3 separate regions of the Sus scrofa genome follow, and regions 2 and 3 are each linked to region 1. The links are chromatin contacts, called in public HiChIP or PLAC-seq maps. All regions are on one chromosome and are shown on one strand. Each heading gives the region's core, a stretch centred on a gene start, on an enhancer-like site or on the middle of the called end of the contact. The rest is flanking DNA. Distances are from core to core; before and after follow the strand shown. Region 1 has its middle 36 kb from the start of KLF10. Region 2 has its middle 56 kb from the start of AZIN1. Region 3 has its middle 78 kb from the start of AZIN1.

Region 1 (4,764 bases), core at 835-3,334:
GCTCAGGAGAGCAGCCTCCTCACCTGGCTGGAGGCTTCTGTAGGAAGAAAAGAAGGTGACCCCAGAAAACGCTCTCTTTCAGATGTCTCCTTTTTCTGGGCTCTTCTTATACTTTATAGGCTCAGTGGAGTTCGTGAATAGGACTGAGAGTATTCAAGGGTCTCATTCTGAGTTCACCTTTGAACTCAGTTCAGGTCTTCTCAGATTTAGGCATAAGGCCTAAATAGAGAGGATTTTTTTTTTTTTTGGCTTTTTTTTGGCTTTTTAGGGCCACACCCATAGCATATGGAAGTTCCCAGGCTAGGGGTCCAATCAAAGCTACAGCTGGTGGCCTACACCATAGCCACAGCAACACCAAATCCTTTACCTCCTGAGTGAGGCCAGGGATCCAACCCGCATCCTCATGGATACTAGTTGGATTTGTTTCCACTGAGCCATGATGGGAACACCCAAGGAGTGTTTTTAAAATTAGTTTGTCGGAGTTCCCATCGTGGCTCATCGGTTAACGAACCTGACCAGCATCCATGAGGACATAGGTTCGATCCTTGGCCTTGCTCAGAGGGTTAAGGATCCGGCGTTGCTGTGAGCTGTGGTGTAGGTTGCAGACATGGCTTGGATCTGACGTTGTTGTGCCTGTGTCATAGGCAGGCAACTATAGCTCTGATTTGACCCCTCCCTAGCTGGGAACTTCCATATGCCACAGGCATGGCCCTAAAAAGAGAAAAGACAAAAAAAAAAAAAAAAAAAAAAAAAAGGAAACTGACATGGTATCCATGAGGATGTGGGTTTGATCCCTGGCCTTGTTCAGTGGGTTACGGATCTGGTGTTGCCATGAGCTGTGGTATAGGTTGCAGATGTGGCTCAGATCTGGCATTGCTGTGGCTGTGGTGTAGGCTGGCAGCTACAGCTCCAATTTGACCCCTAGCCTGGGAACTTCCATATGCTACGGGTGCCGCCCGAAAAAGAAAAAAAAAAAGTTTGTATATTGAAAATTGGGTTAGTACATAATAAACATTCTCTGTATCTTCCTTTTTTTCTCCTTTAAGCAAATCGCTCTGATGGTGCCCATGCATCCTTTTGTAGCTGTTGAATAATATTCCATCGTGTGTGTACTCCGTTCTTGTTAATAAGTGTCCACAAGATTTCCAGTTTTTCTTTTTTCAATGGTTATGAAAATTTCTGCAATAACCATACTTGCACATCTGTCCTGAGGCACGAATCCATTTAATGCCAAGGGATAGAGTCCCAAGAAGGGAATTACTGCAACACGGATGAACCTGGAAAACATCATGCTAAGTGAAAGGAACCAGTCAAGAAGCACCACATGTTGTATGATTCCATTTACATGAAATGTTCCATATAGGCAAATCCAAGGAGACAGAAGTAGATTGTTGGTGCTTGGCTGGGTTGGTGGAGGGGGGAACCGGAAGAAAGAGTTGGGAGTGATGGTGAATGGATGCAGGGTGGGGTGGGGCTTCTTTTTGGAGTGATGAAAATGTTCTAAAATGGGTTATGGTAATGGTGCACACTCTGGATGTACTAAAAACCACTGGATTGTAGACCTTAAAGGGGTGAATTCTGTGGCATGTGAATTTTTTTTTTTTTTTGTCTTTTTGCCATTTTCTTGGGCCGCTCCCATGGCATATGGAAGTTTCCAGGCTAAGGGTCATATTGGAGCTGTAGCCACCGGCCTACGCCAGAGCCACAGCAACGCGGGATCCGAGCCGCGTCTGCAACCTACACCACAGTTCACAGCAATGCCAGATCCTTAACCCACTGAGCAAGGCCAGGGATCGAACCCACAACCTCATGGTTCCTAGTTGGATTCAGCAACCACTGAGCCACAACGGGAACTCCTGTGGCATGTGAATTATATCTCAATAGAGTTGATGAAAGAAAGAACACTGGGGAAATAGGCATGATCATGTCCCCCCTGGATGACAGGATGGAGGAGCAGTGGCCTCAGCTCCCCAGTGGTGGCTGCTGGCTGGAGCGGGAGTGAGACACTCACTTACCCAAGCAGGGCACAGGGACTGCTGTCTGCCCTAGCGTCTGGGTGTCCATTAGCAGAAGCCTGTCTGGCTGTGATCTCAGCAATTCCACCCAAGGCTGGCTAGCTCCAGGAGGGGCCAGTGCCCTTGCCAGCCCCAAGCCTGGGTCAGGAGAGGCTCTACTGAGCGAGGAGAGGCCCCACTGAGCAAGGAGAGGCCCCAGACAGCTTAGGTGGAAGTGGGGTGGGGTTGGGGGTCCTTTTAAAGCCAGTACACAAGCTGCTGGGAAAAGCTTACCCCACCTGGAAGATGCCCGGAGGGCTCTTAGTGGGTCTGACCTTTGGGTTATTTTTTAACCCTGGAATCAGGTTACAGACAGCATTTACACCAAGTCTGAACAACTGCGGAGGGCAGACAGCTGTGTAGGCGGAGCTGGCGGGAAAGGGCGAGGTAGCTGCTGCCCAGGTCAGGCTGACACTTGGAGAGCCGCCCGAACCTCCAGCTAAAGTGCAGTTACCGGAGTTCCCGTCGTGGTGCAGTGGTTACCGAATTCAACTAGGAACCATGAGGTTGCAGGTTTGATCCCTGGCCTTGCTCAGTGGGTTAAGGATCCAGCGTTGCCGTGAACTGTGGTGTAGGTCACAGATGTGGCTTGGATCCCGCGTTGCTGTGGCTGTGGTATAGGCCGGCAGCTACAGCTCCGATTAAACCTCTAGCCTGGGAACCTCCATATGCCGTGGATGCAGCCCTAGGAAAAAAAAAAAAAAAAAAAAAAAGACAATAAAATAAAATAAATGAAGTGCAGATACCACTAGCTCCAACTTCAGAAACAACCAGCCTCCTCCACGGGGTCCCCTTTCCCCTCAGGAAGTTTTGCCACTTCTCTTCAAGCAGAGTGGCGTCAGAGGGTTAGACTGCTGTAACACCGAGGAGCTGACACACCACCCCAGCAGTGAAGGTCAGGAGATGTACCAGGGCCAGACCTCAGATCCTCTCTCCAGGTGGCATTTGGGCATATCTAGGCAGACAGAGTCAAGGACTGAAAGAGAGTTTCAAAGCAAAGGGCTGCAAAAGCAGAGAAGTGTGGGTGCATTGGGTGGGGTGCAGGCTGGAAAACGCGAGGAGGTGGCATTGACAGCTGGATGGGATGGGCAGGGTTTCCCAGGCAGATGGTGAGTGAGCCAGAACTGCAGAGCAAACAGCCTGAGCCAGAAATAGGAGGAATCGGGGCCCACTGGAGGGTGGTGAGACATTCCTTTACCAGTATTTCAGGAGAAAACGCTGGGAGCGTAAACTGTCACTTCCTGTCAGTTTGCCTAGAGGCAAATAGGCAAAGAAGGGTTTTGAACAGGGAGTAATGTGATCTGAGTCATACTTTTTAAATGTTTCTTGAGGCGTTTCCACTATGGCTCAGCAGGTTAAGAACCTGACATAGGCGTTCCCCTCGTGGCTCAGTGGTTGATGAACCGGACTAATATCCATGAGGACACAGGATCGATCCTTGGCCTTGCTCAGTGGGTTAAGGATCTGGTGTTGCTGTGAGCTGTGGTGTAGGTCGCAGACGAGGCTTGGATCTGGCATTGCTGTGTCTGTGACGTAGGCTGGCAGCTGCAGCTTTGATTGGACCCCTAGCCTGGGAACTTCCATATGCTGTGGGTGTGGCCCTAAAAAGAAAAAAAGGGGGGGGGGAATCTTGAAAAAAAGCAGTTTCTTTCATGACTGCAGGTAAGGCTGAGCTGGAAGGGAAGAGCCCAGATGCAGAGACCAGGTGGAAGGTGAGCAGGTGGAGGATGCCCAGCCAAAGATCTTCTAAGCAGAGAGGTAATTCACTAGGTCACCAAATGGAAAAGGCCAGGAGAAAGTCTGGCTTCAGACCAGTGTGAGGAATCTCTGTTTGATCAGCAGCTCCTATTTTGTCCTTGGGATTTGGTTTCTCTCTTGCCCTCAGTTCTAAGATGCCTCCATTCTCAAAGAATCTTCTTCCTCAGGTCACCAGATGGCTGCATTGCTCCTCACGAACACCCCACTTCAAGCACAAACAAATCTCTTTCTGAGAAGCCCCAGCAATTGTTGGCTCTTATTTGGTCACACATCCATCCCTGAACTGGTCAGAAGAAAGCAAAGCTCTTTTTTTCTTTTGCTTTTTAGGGCCGCACCTGCGGCATATGGACATTCCCAGGCTAGGGGTTGAATCAGAGCTCAGCTGCCACAGCTACAGCAACACAGGACCTGAGCCACATCTGCGACCTACGCCACGGCTTGGGGCAGTGCCAGATCCTTAACCCACTGAGGCCAGGAATTGAGCCCTCATCCTTGTAGAGACTAGTCAGGTCTTTAACTCGCTTGGCCACATTGGGAACTCCAACAAAGCTCTTTGGCTGTGTGCCTTGGGCAAGTCACTTACCCTCTGTTTCCTAGCTTTCTCATTTATAAAATGGGAATAATAATAGTACCTATCTGTTAGAATCGTTAGGAGGCTTAAACAAATTAACATTTATACAGTACTTAGAACAGGGCCTAGCTCAGGGTACAGATGTGTTGACCAGGCCTGAATCTCAGGTCCCCTATGTAGGCCAGGGGTCGAATCTGTGTCTTCATGGATGCTAGACAGATTTACTTCCATTGAGCCATGATGGGAACTCCTAGATGGGCCACATTTCTATAATCCAAGGAAAATAGAGATGTTCTTTGAGTAGACGTCAGGCTATGTCACTAACTCCTCCTTTGTATTGGGTAGGAAAGTATTTGACCCTGTGAGCTCAAACTAGGACTG
Region 2 (4,764 bases), core at 1,386-3,885, 180 kb before region 1:
GCCGGAGTGCTATTAAGCCACTGCCCAGCTGTCAACCTGGGAGCTCACCGGAGCCATCCCTGGGTGGCATGTACATTGCCTCACACGCTCTGAGCCAAGGTGTGTGAGAAGTTGGCGTGAAGCACCCTGACAAAGTCCTTGGGAATCCTGAGAGGAGGGAGTGGGGAGAGCAAAACCTGCAGTGGGGTTCAGCCCAGGAGGCCCTGCCTGGAGTGGCTGAGGATGGCCTGCGTCAGAGGATGGGTGGAGGCTGGCTCCCCTGTGAGGCAGGGAGGGGCCCAGGCTGGGCCCTTGCCAAGGCGCTGCCAGGAGAAGGCTGAATGTTCCCAGAGGTTCTTCCCCAGTGACCTAGAGTGACAGCTGGGCCTTGGAGGAGCCAGGTGGCTGCCACACCAGACCCTCCTTGTTGAGGTGCACATGAAAAGTGTTTTAGGAGTTCCCGTCGTGGCTCAGTGGTTAACAAACTTGACTGGTATCCATGAAGTTGCGGGTTCAATCCCTGACCTTGCTCGGTGGGTTATTGATCCACTGTTGCCGTGAGCTGTGGTGTAGGTCGCAGATGCAGCTCGGATCTGGTGTTGCTGGGGCTGTGCTGTAGGCAAGTGGCTACAGCTCTGATTCGACCCCTAGCCTGGGAACCTCCATATGCTGTGAGTGCCACCCTAAAAAGACAAAAAAATAAAAAAGGTAAGAAAAGTGTTTCAAATCCCTGCCACGTGCCTGGAGGCAGAGACTAGGGACCCTTGTGTCTGCCCTGGGGGAGCCTTGGCCATGACCTACTCCTGTGACTCTGGACGAGGATTGCTATTTCTAAGACTCTGGGGCGGCAGGAGAAAGGTGGGAAAAGGAGCAGGAGACAAACATAGATGGAACACATTTCCACAGCCTCAAGCTTGCCCAGCTGGAGATGCCCTGTGGCCCTGGCCCTTAGGATTGGGCCTCGAGCCTCACACACTCCGAGTCCCAGGCATAACTCCTAGACTGTCCATACACCAGGGGTGACTGCCAGTCACCAGGGAGCCCCCCTCTCAAGAAAGCTGGGACCAGCCTAACAGCTTCCTTTCCCAAAGGGAAATAGGGGACATGGTGGTAGCTGAGCTTTGCTTAAAAGGAACCAAAGAGAAAGGTTAAAAAGTATTTTACTTGAACAGTGAACAGCATTGTAAAAATAAGGTAAAAATACTTGCCTTTATTCTGGCAAGACATTTCCAAAACACAACGGTAACAAAAATAAGAAAGAAACAGGAAGGAAAAAGAATTATCCACTGGAGCGTTTAATTTTTTTTCTATTTTTTTGGAGAGTTTTTACAGTAGATGACTGTGAAATTTATAGTTAATAAAATAGATCATTTGCAGAAATGTTTGCAAACATTAGTAATGTTCCAGAGTTTTAAAACCAGGTTCATAGCCACAATAACATAAAAATACCAACGCCTTGCATGTGCCCTGATGTTTGAGTATCTCCCCACAGATAAGAAGCAGAGAGGAGGGACATTCTGAGAATTTAAAGAATGAGGTGGGGCCAGGGTTGCCAGATAATAATACAGGATGGCCTGTTACATTTGAATTCCAGATAAAACAATGACTATTTTGTTAATATAAAAGCGTGTTCCAAATATTGCATGAGACCTACCTATATTCAAAAATTAGGAGTTTTCAGAGTTCCTGTCATGGCTCCATGGTTAATGAACCCGACTAGTATCCATGAGAACCCCCTGGTCTCGCTCAGTGGGTTAAGGATCCGGTGTTGCTGTGAGCTGTGGTGTAGGTCACAGACGCGGCTTGGGTCCTACATTGCTGTGGCTCTGGTGTAGGCCGGAGGCTACAGCTCCAATTCGACCCCTAGCCTGGGAACCTCCATATGCTGCAGGTGTGGCCTGGAAAAAAAAAAAATGGAAGTCCCAGTCGTGGCTCAGTGGTAATGAACCAGACTAGTATCCATGAGGACTCAGGTTCAATCCCTGGCCTTGTTCAGTGGGTTAAGGGTCTGACGTTGCCATAAGCTGCAATATAGGTTGCAGATGCAGCTGGGATCTGGTGTTGCTGTGGCTGTGGTGTAGGCCAGCAGTTGCAGCTCCAATTTGACCCCTAGCCTGGGAACTTCCATATGCCGTGAGTGAGGCCCTTAAAAAAAAAAAAAATTATTCGTTGTTTATCTGAAGTTCAAATTGAATTGGCCATCACGTAGAATTTTCACTTGCTCCATCTGGCAGCCTAGGGAAGATCTTCTATCCACCTCTCCGTAGGGGAAGGCAGAGAAGTGACTTCTGGAGGAGAGGCTGGCAGGCATGCGCCTGGTATCAGGGACTCCAGGGAGCCCAGGCCTGGGGCTCCAGGGCTGCCATGTGGGACCCTGGGAAAAGGCCCTTGGCCTCCTCTATGAGCTCTGGCTCCCTGGAGGGAACAGGCGGGGCCCAACAGCTGCAGAAGGAGGCCTTGAAAACAACCTGGAAACAATTCAGGCTTCTCTGGGCAGCTGCCAACACGTCTGCAAGTGCACCAGGGCCCCCAGACCACACGCTGGGCCACCTCCCTCGGGCTTGAGCAGTCACCCTGACCCCCTTGGGGTATAGTAACACCGAGCCACACCTCAGCCGGCCCTGTGAACGGCCCAGCCTAAGCTGACCTCTCCTTGAGCCCTGTCTCAGGCTGAATTCCCCCACATTCCCTGCAGCTGAGGTCATGGAGTAGCTTCAGGCCTTTCCTGCAAGGCTGCCGTGCCAATCCACGGGCATCAGCTGGGTGACTAGTTATTTGTGTGCTGCCCACAGGTACCCCAGGGAGGGGCAGTGTGGGCACCTGCTCCGAGGAGCCCTGGGAGATCAATGGGTGAGAGTCCAGCAGGCCCCCTGCTAGGGTGGCTGTGCTGAGGGGCAGGCCTCCTCAGGGCCTTCCTCCCAGGGCCATGTGGGAGCTCTTCTCTCGTGAACAGGGAGGGGAGGAGGAGGGAGAAAAGGGGGCAGGCCTGCCCTGGGAAGTTTCAACTTGAATGTTGGATCAGATCCCACACCGGAGGGTTGAGGAAGTGGGAAGGTAGGACCACCTGTGAGCAAAGCATCACTTTGATAAGCATCTCTTGTGAGGTGCTTTTAGTCCCATTTTTATGGAAGATGAAATAGAGGTCCAGAGAGGTTGTAGAACTTTCCTCAGGTCACACAGTAAGTGCTAGAGTCGGAACTCCCACCCAGATCACTCTGATTCTTCAACTTGAGCCCATTCATTTCCCCCTTTGCTACCCAGGAAAATTCTCATCTAGCTCAGGAGAAAATACCTACTGTCAAGGCTGTTAGTCTACTGGGTTAGGTTCCTGCATCCCCTGACACCCCCAAGACTTGGCTCAAGACTGTGAAATTTCCACTAGAAAATCATGCTGAGAAGAAACAGCTGTACTTCTCCGTGTCCACACCCAGGAACCCCATCTCCTGGGCTCTCAACCCTCCTCTCACAGAGCTGAGTGAGCGCTCGGGGCCAGGCACGTTGGGGATTGTCCCCCGTTTCCGCTCTTGTGTGGCTCATCTGGTACTTCCTGACAGACGGAAAACCAGCTCTGAACTCTGGCCTGTGGGGTGGGTCGAGTTTAGTAGAACTGTAGGATTTCGTTCCCCACGGTGCCCCATCACCCCTCCCAAGGGACTCTGAGTTGTCCCTGTCCCCTTGGCCCTCTCCAGATGTCTCCCACAGAGGCTGCAAGCCTTCCTTCTCTTGGGCATTTGTCCTGTCTCTGGCACTCACGCCACCTTGGTCCCCCGTTCCTCCCGTCGACACCTCGCAGCAGTCTGAGGACAAGAACTGTCTGAGGCGGTGGGGAGAGAGCGGGTGGTTGCGGTGGGGGAGGCTGGGAGGGAAGAGAGTGGGCTCTTTTTCTTCTGATCCTGAGCTTCATGCCTGTGTGCCTTTATCTGCTCATGCCTGTGTGTTGGCTGGATGGGAAAGTGCAGCAGAGCATGGATGCTGGCTGTGGCAGCGCCAGCCGGGGCCCCACACGGCCCAGGCTCCCAGGCTCAAAGTCGATTCACAGAGGCGCAGGTTCTTAAAAAGGTCTCCAGGGCTCTGCTTACACCTCTCCTACTGAGGATCGATTCAGAAGCATTTCTCCGAAGCACTTTTCTTTTGTCACATCTTAAGTCCCCCAAAACCTCCAGCCTTGGAGTTCCCGTCGTGGCTCAGTGGTTAACGAATCCAACTAGGAACCATGAGGTTGTGGGTTCGATCCCTGGCCTCACTCAGTGGGTTAAGGATCTGGCGTTGCTGTGAGCTGTAGTGTAGGTTGCAGACGTGGCTCGGATCCCACGTTGCTGTGGCTCTGGCCTAGGCTGGTGGCTACAGCTCCGATTAGACCCCTAGCCTGGGAACCTCCATATGCTGTGGGAAGTGGCCCTAGAAAAGGCAAAAAGACAAAAAAAAAACCAAAACAAAAAACCCCAAACAAATAAACAAATGAAATATCCAGCCTATGCATTGTCTTCTCTTGGTTGGAGTGTGGCCGTAACAGCCAGACAGCCTGGTGCACATCCTGGCTCTGAACCTTCTCAGACTTGGGGGCAGGTTCCTTAACCCATCTCTGCCTCAGATCCGGTGCTTCTGAGGTGGGGATTCGAGCATCTACAGCCTAGAGTTGTTGACGGAATTATAACGTTGACAGTCATAGAAGACTTACAATAGTACCTGGTGTTTAGAACCTGGTAGGTGCTGAGCGTTCGTCGCTTCATTATGGCTACTGTTAGGATTGTGCTCGCTGTGCTTCCATTTCCTGCCACGTCTCCA
Region 3 (4,764 bases), core at 1,166-3,665, 160 kb before region 1:
CTACTCTGACAATCTGAGTCTGTGATGATTTACTTTTTATTTCTTTTTCTTTTTTCTTTTTTTTCTTTTTAGGGCTACACCTGTGGCACATGGCAGTTCCCAGGCTAGGGGACGAATTGGAGCCGCAGCTGCTGGCCACAGCCACGCCAAATCCAAGCCGCATTTGTGACCTACGCTGCAGCTCACAGCAATGCTGGATCCCTAACACGCTGAGCAAGGCCAGGGATCAAACCCACATCCTCACAGAGACTAGTTGGGTTCTTAACCTGCTGAGCCACAATGGGAACTCCCTGTGATCATTTATTTTTCAAAAAAAAGGCTTCTGGTGTGCCCACTATGTGCCAGGCACAGTTGTAGGTGCTAAGAGGACAGAGTCCCTGTTCCCAAGGTGCTTGCTCGTTGAGAAAAGATGTGATGAGCAGTGAACCAGTACATAAGTGAGATCATTTCAAGCAGTGTTAAGTGCTCTGAGGAAGGTTTTGGGGGATGTGCTGGAGGATGGGTGGGGAGTGGCTGAGGACAACCACACCTCTGGTACCTCTTCCTGGATGAGTAAAAAGGAGGCTAGAACACCCAGGCCTCTGCCAAGTGGAACTTTCAGGCTAGTCAAAGTGTGAACTGGGCCAGGAGATGCAAAACCCCATTTGTGCCGCTCCACCAAAGTGGTGACAGGTTATTATTTATCACAATAAATCCCCGAAGCATGAAGCGCTTGGCTGGTTCTGGCGGCTGGCAGGTGTCACAAGGGCTTGTGCTACAAAAAGCCTATATCATGGGTCCATTTGGGTTCATAACCCCTTCTGAAGACACTTGGGTAACTTCTTAAAAACATCTGTTTTATTTATTTTTTTATTTTATTTTTTTAAAAAATATTTTTATTTTATTTATTTTTCTTGGTCTTTTTGCTATTTCTTTGGGCCGCTCCTGTGGCATATGGAGGTTCCCAGGCTAGGGGTCCAGTCGGAGCTGTAGCCATTGGCCTACGCCAGAGCCACAGCAACGCGGGATCCGAGCTGCGTCTGCAACTACACCACAGCTCACGGCAACGCCGGATCATTAACACACTGAGCAAGGGCAGGGACCGAACCCGCAACCTCATGGTTCCTAGTCGGATTCGTTAACCACTGCGCCAAGATGGGAACTCCTGTTTTATTTTTTTAAAGGCAAGCTACGCATACAATACTACATTTGAAGGATAGGAAATGGTCTACTTGGCCAAGTCAGCCTCTCTCTGGCCCCAGCCCCCCCCCCCCCCCGCCCCGTCCACGGCCCTGTCTAGGTTCAGGTAAGCGCGAGGGGTCTGCAAGGCTCCAGTGCTGGTCCACGGGCTTCCTACATTCGGGCTCGTGGGTCGACACACCTCAAAAGGTACAGTCTTTGACCTTCACCTTCTGCCAAAAAAAATATGCCTGTGACCTGGAGAGATGGCCCCAGGGGAGAATCCTAGAGACCTTTGTGAGGCTCCTCGAGGCAGGAAGAGAAGGGGTCCTGTGTAAATAGGGACAGATCCTGGCCTGGCGGAGAGCATGGGTTTGGCGCCAGCAGACTGGGGCACGAGTCCTGGCTCTGTTTCTCTCCAGGCGATGAGCTTGGGCAAGTGAAGAAATCGCCCTAGTCCCAGGCTCCTCCTTCATAAGATGGGGGTAATCATTAATCCCCTGGCATGTTGTGAGGATTATACGAGCCAGTATAGGTAGGTGTTGGGCCCCACGCTTGGCCCAGAGCTAAGCAGCCCAGAGTGGCTGTTGGGATGATCATGAAGTGGGTTCGGGCACCCCTTGAGCCCACAGCTGCAGGCAGACAAACTCAGGTCATGGGCACTCTCGTTAGGGTGTGGAAATCACAAAGAGTCACCTGCAGTGTGTGTGTGTGTGTGTGTGTGTGTGTGTGTGTGTGTGTGTTGGAGGTGGAAGTTAAAGACCAATTCTTCTGGTTTTGCTTTGGCGGGTCCAACGTTCTTAGCCTAGTCCTGCCTCCCACCCACGGTCTGATTTTGTGCACGGTATTTGGTGTCTCCGGGCCTCAGCTTCCTGGTCTCTTAGATGGCAGGATTGGTCTTGGTCACCTTGGGTACCTCTGTGCCAGGATTCTGCTCAGGAGGGCAAGCTGGAGCAGCACCCTCACAGCATTGGGCTTCAGGGACGGAATCCGAGCTAGACGGAGCTTCGTCTGCTGGCGTGAGGAAGTCGGCTCTGACCGCCTTCTCAGTGCCGTCTCCTGTGTTTTCTGCAACCCTTTCTCTTCCCCGACTCTGTTCCTGGGGGCGGATCTGGCCTCCCCAGTGCCTTGCTCAGCCAGGGAAGGTTCCAGAAGCTCAAAGCCAGGCCAGGCTCCGCAGGAAGGTGAGTCAGGACTGCAGGGATCAACCGGACTCAGACGCACGAGGGACAGGAACAAACATGCCTTGCTGGCGCCTGTGGGCGGATGGGACAAAAGCCACCGTGGCACATCGTTGACTGTACCTGTCATCCTGGGCCTCAGGCTGCCGTTGTCAAGAACAGGGAGGGTTGCTATGAAAATAAAGCCTCTGCAGCTGGCAGCTGCGTGACGCTGGCCCAGCTGTGCTTGCACGCAGCGTGCAGACCTGAACCCTCGTTTGACAGAGTTTGCGTTCATCAGGGCGATGAACAGGAAACGTCCTGGCAGACACCAGAACACTCCGCGATGCCTCCAGGAGAAGGAGCACCGCAGGGAAATACCTATTTCAGTGGGCGTGACAGGAAGCCGCTGGAAAATGCTTTCTTGTGACTGCTCCCGCCGTCTGAGATTCACTGGGGGCTCCAGGAACCGGCTCTGTACACAGCAAGGAGTGGCATTGTTTTTCCATAATTTCCATGTCGCAATGAGAGTTCAGGAAGCGGGGCAGCACTTCAGTGGTCTGTCCTACATGCTGTGACTGTTCGGTGTTCGTGCCTTGTTTCCTCGCAAAGAAAGCCACCGAGGGCAGCAAGCAAAACCAAAAAACAAAACCAAAAACCCCTCATACCTCTTGGTAGCAACCTTCCCCTCTATCCCAGCCCGCTTGCCTTACTCACAGCCCCAGACCTGTATGAAAGATGCGGATAGAGGTTTGTTGTTAGGGGCGATGTGGAGATGCTGGAGCATGACCAGGAGGAGAGGAGAGGAGCCTCCTGTCTGCCCCTCCACATCCCCACACTCCCCGAGGGTGACCGCGCATCTGCCTGGACGCCCTCAGCCCAGCCCCCAAACCCTTGAGGAAGAAACAGTGGATTCATGCCTGCCTGCTTTTCCTGCACCCTGTCCCTGGACCATGCCGTGCATCCCATGGCTGCGGAAATTGGAGGGACCTCTGTGAGTGATGCAAAGCCCATCTGGATGTCTTCAGAGCTTTCACTTCGGGAGGGGCGGAAGCCCCCAAACAAGCACTGTTTCCTTCTTGGGAGACTGGCTGCTTTGCCCCTCAGGGCTTGCTCACCTTCTCTCCTCAGGGCCGAGGAGCCCGCCAGACCCACCAGCCACGCATGGGAAGTTGTTAGGGAAGGGCTTAGGCTTTCGCAAAATCACCTCTGCCCCCTCCTGTCCGTGTGATGGACGTACTGTGTTGGTAGAGGCCTCTTCCACTTTTTCGACGGGTAGGATCTCTTTATGACACTGTGGTAGTGTGAATAATGGCCCCTCAAAAATAGCGAAGTCTGGATCTCTGGAACCTGGGAACATGAAACTTCACACAGTCAAAAGGGCTTTGCAGATGTGAGTTAGTCAAGGATCTTGAGATGGGAAGCTTTTCGGGGATTACCTGGTGGACCCAGTGTAATCACAAAGTTCTTAGAAGAGGGAGGCAGGAGGACAGAGGGGAGAAGATGCTGTGCTCTTGGCTTTGAAGATGGGAGAACAGGCCAGGAGCTGAGGAATGCAGGCAACCTCCACGACCTGGAAAAGGCATGGAAACAGATTCTCCCCTAGAGCTTCCAGGAGGAATGCAGCTGTGTTGATTTTGCATTTCTGACCCCCAGAATTGACCAAGAGTACATTTATTATGTTTAAAACTACTACAGTTGTGGGAGTTCCCATCGTGGCTCGGCAGAAAGGAATCCAACCACTCCATGAGGATGCAGGTTTGATCCCTGGCCTTGCTCAGGGCGTTAAAGATCCAGTGTTGCTGTGAGCTGTGGAGTAGGTCACAGACGTGGCTCGGATCCTGTGTTATCGTGGCTGTGGTGTAGGCCAGCAACTACAGCTCCGATTCGACCCTTAGCCTTGGAAGATGCCATGGGTTCAGCCCTAAAAAGCAAAAGCAAACAAAAACCCAAAAAAACCCTGCATTTTTGGAAATTAGAGAAGCAACTGGAAACATACAAACACGAACAAATACTATGGCTTCTCTTGTGGTGGTTTTTTATTTAGCATTTATCGATGCATAAAATACACAACCAAAAGGCACCTCAAATTCAGTAGTAGAGTTTGTTAGCCTCACGACAGCTACAAACATTCAAGAAGCAGCATAACGCACACACAGCTCCTAGCAGTGGATTCACTCATTCATTCATTCTGAGTATGACCTCTGACTCTGAGCAGATCCGAACCCAGACCCTCTATCACATAAAGCTGTGGGACCTTGGGCACATATCTATGTTATGTCATTGGGAGGATTAAATGACTTAACATGCAGATAGCACTTTGAAAAATGCTTGGCACAGTGTAAATGCTATGAAAGTGATTATAACTTTTACATTAACATAGAGGATAGCTGTGAGACATTATTTTGTCTTTCAATGGGCAATATAATTTTTAGTGCAGCTATAC

The links. HiChIP or PLAC-seq counts read pairs in DNA pulled down with a chosen protein or histone mark.
Region 2: an H3K27ac HiChIP or PLAC-seq map of skeletal muscle shows a contact between it and region 1. The contact joins two enhancer-like sites. A contact is called at or near these places in 1 of 5 promoter capture datasets (liver) and 1 of 2 datasets of contacts at active chromatin or transcription factors (skeletal muscle).
Region 3: a contact with region 1 is called in an H3K27ac HiChIP or PLAC-seq map of skeletal muscle. The contact joins two enhancer-like sites. A contact is called at or near these places in 1 of 5 promoter capture datasets (liver) and 1 of 2 datasets of contacts at active chromatin or transcription factors (skeletal muscle).

Annotation. Positions count from the first base shown.
Region 1 is chr4:34,463,612-34,468,375 of Sscrofa11.1, forward strand. No RefSeq gene overlaps it. Among named protein-coding and RNA genes, the nearest start is that of KLF10, 36 kb to the left of the region's middle. Within about 2 kb of position 2,085, at least 13 of the 83 cell types and tissues checked have an H3K27ac peak or open chromatin away from gene starts, as enhancers often do. A contact at or near this core is called in liver and skeletal muscle, where this site is marked.
Region 2 is chr4:34,280,021-34,284,784 of Sscrofa11.1, forward strand. No RefSeq gene overlaps it. Among named protein-coding and RNA genes, the nearest start is that of AZIN1, 56 kb to the left of the region's middle. Within about 2 kb of position 2,636, at least 48 of the 83 cell types and tissues checked have an H3K27ac peak or open chromatin away from gene starts, as enhancers often do. A contact at or near this core is called in skeletal muscle, where this site is marked.
Region 3 is chr4:34,302,201-34,306,964 of Sscrofa11.1, forward strand. No RefSeq gene overlaps it. Among named protein-coding and RNA genes, the nearest start is that of AZIN1, 78 kb to the left of the region's middle. Within about 2 kb of position 2,416, at least 19 of the 83 cell types and tissues checked have an H3K27ac peak or open chromatin away from gene starts, as enhancers often do. A contact at or near this core is called in liver and skeletal muscle, where this site is marked.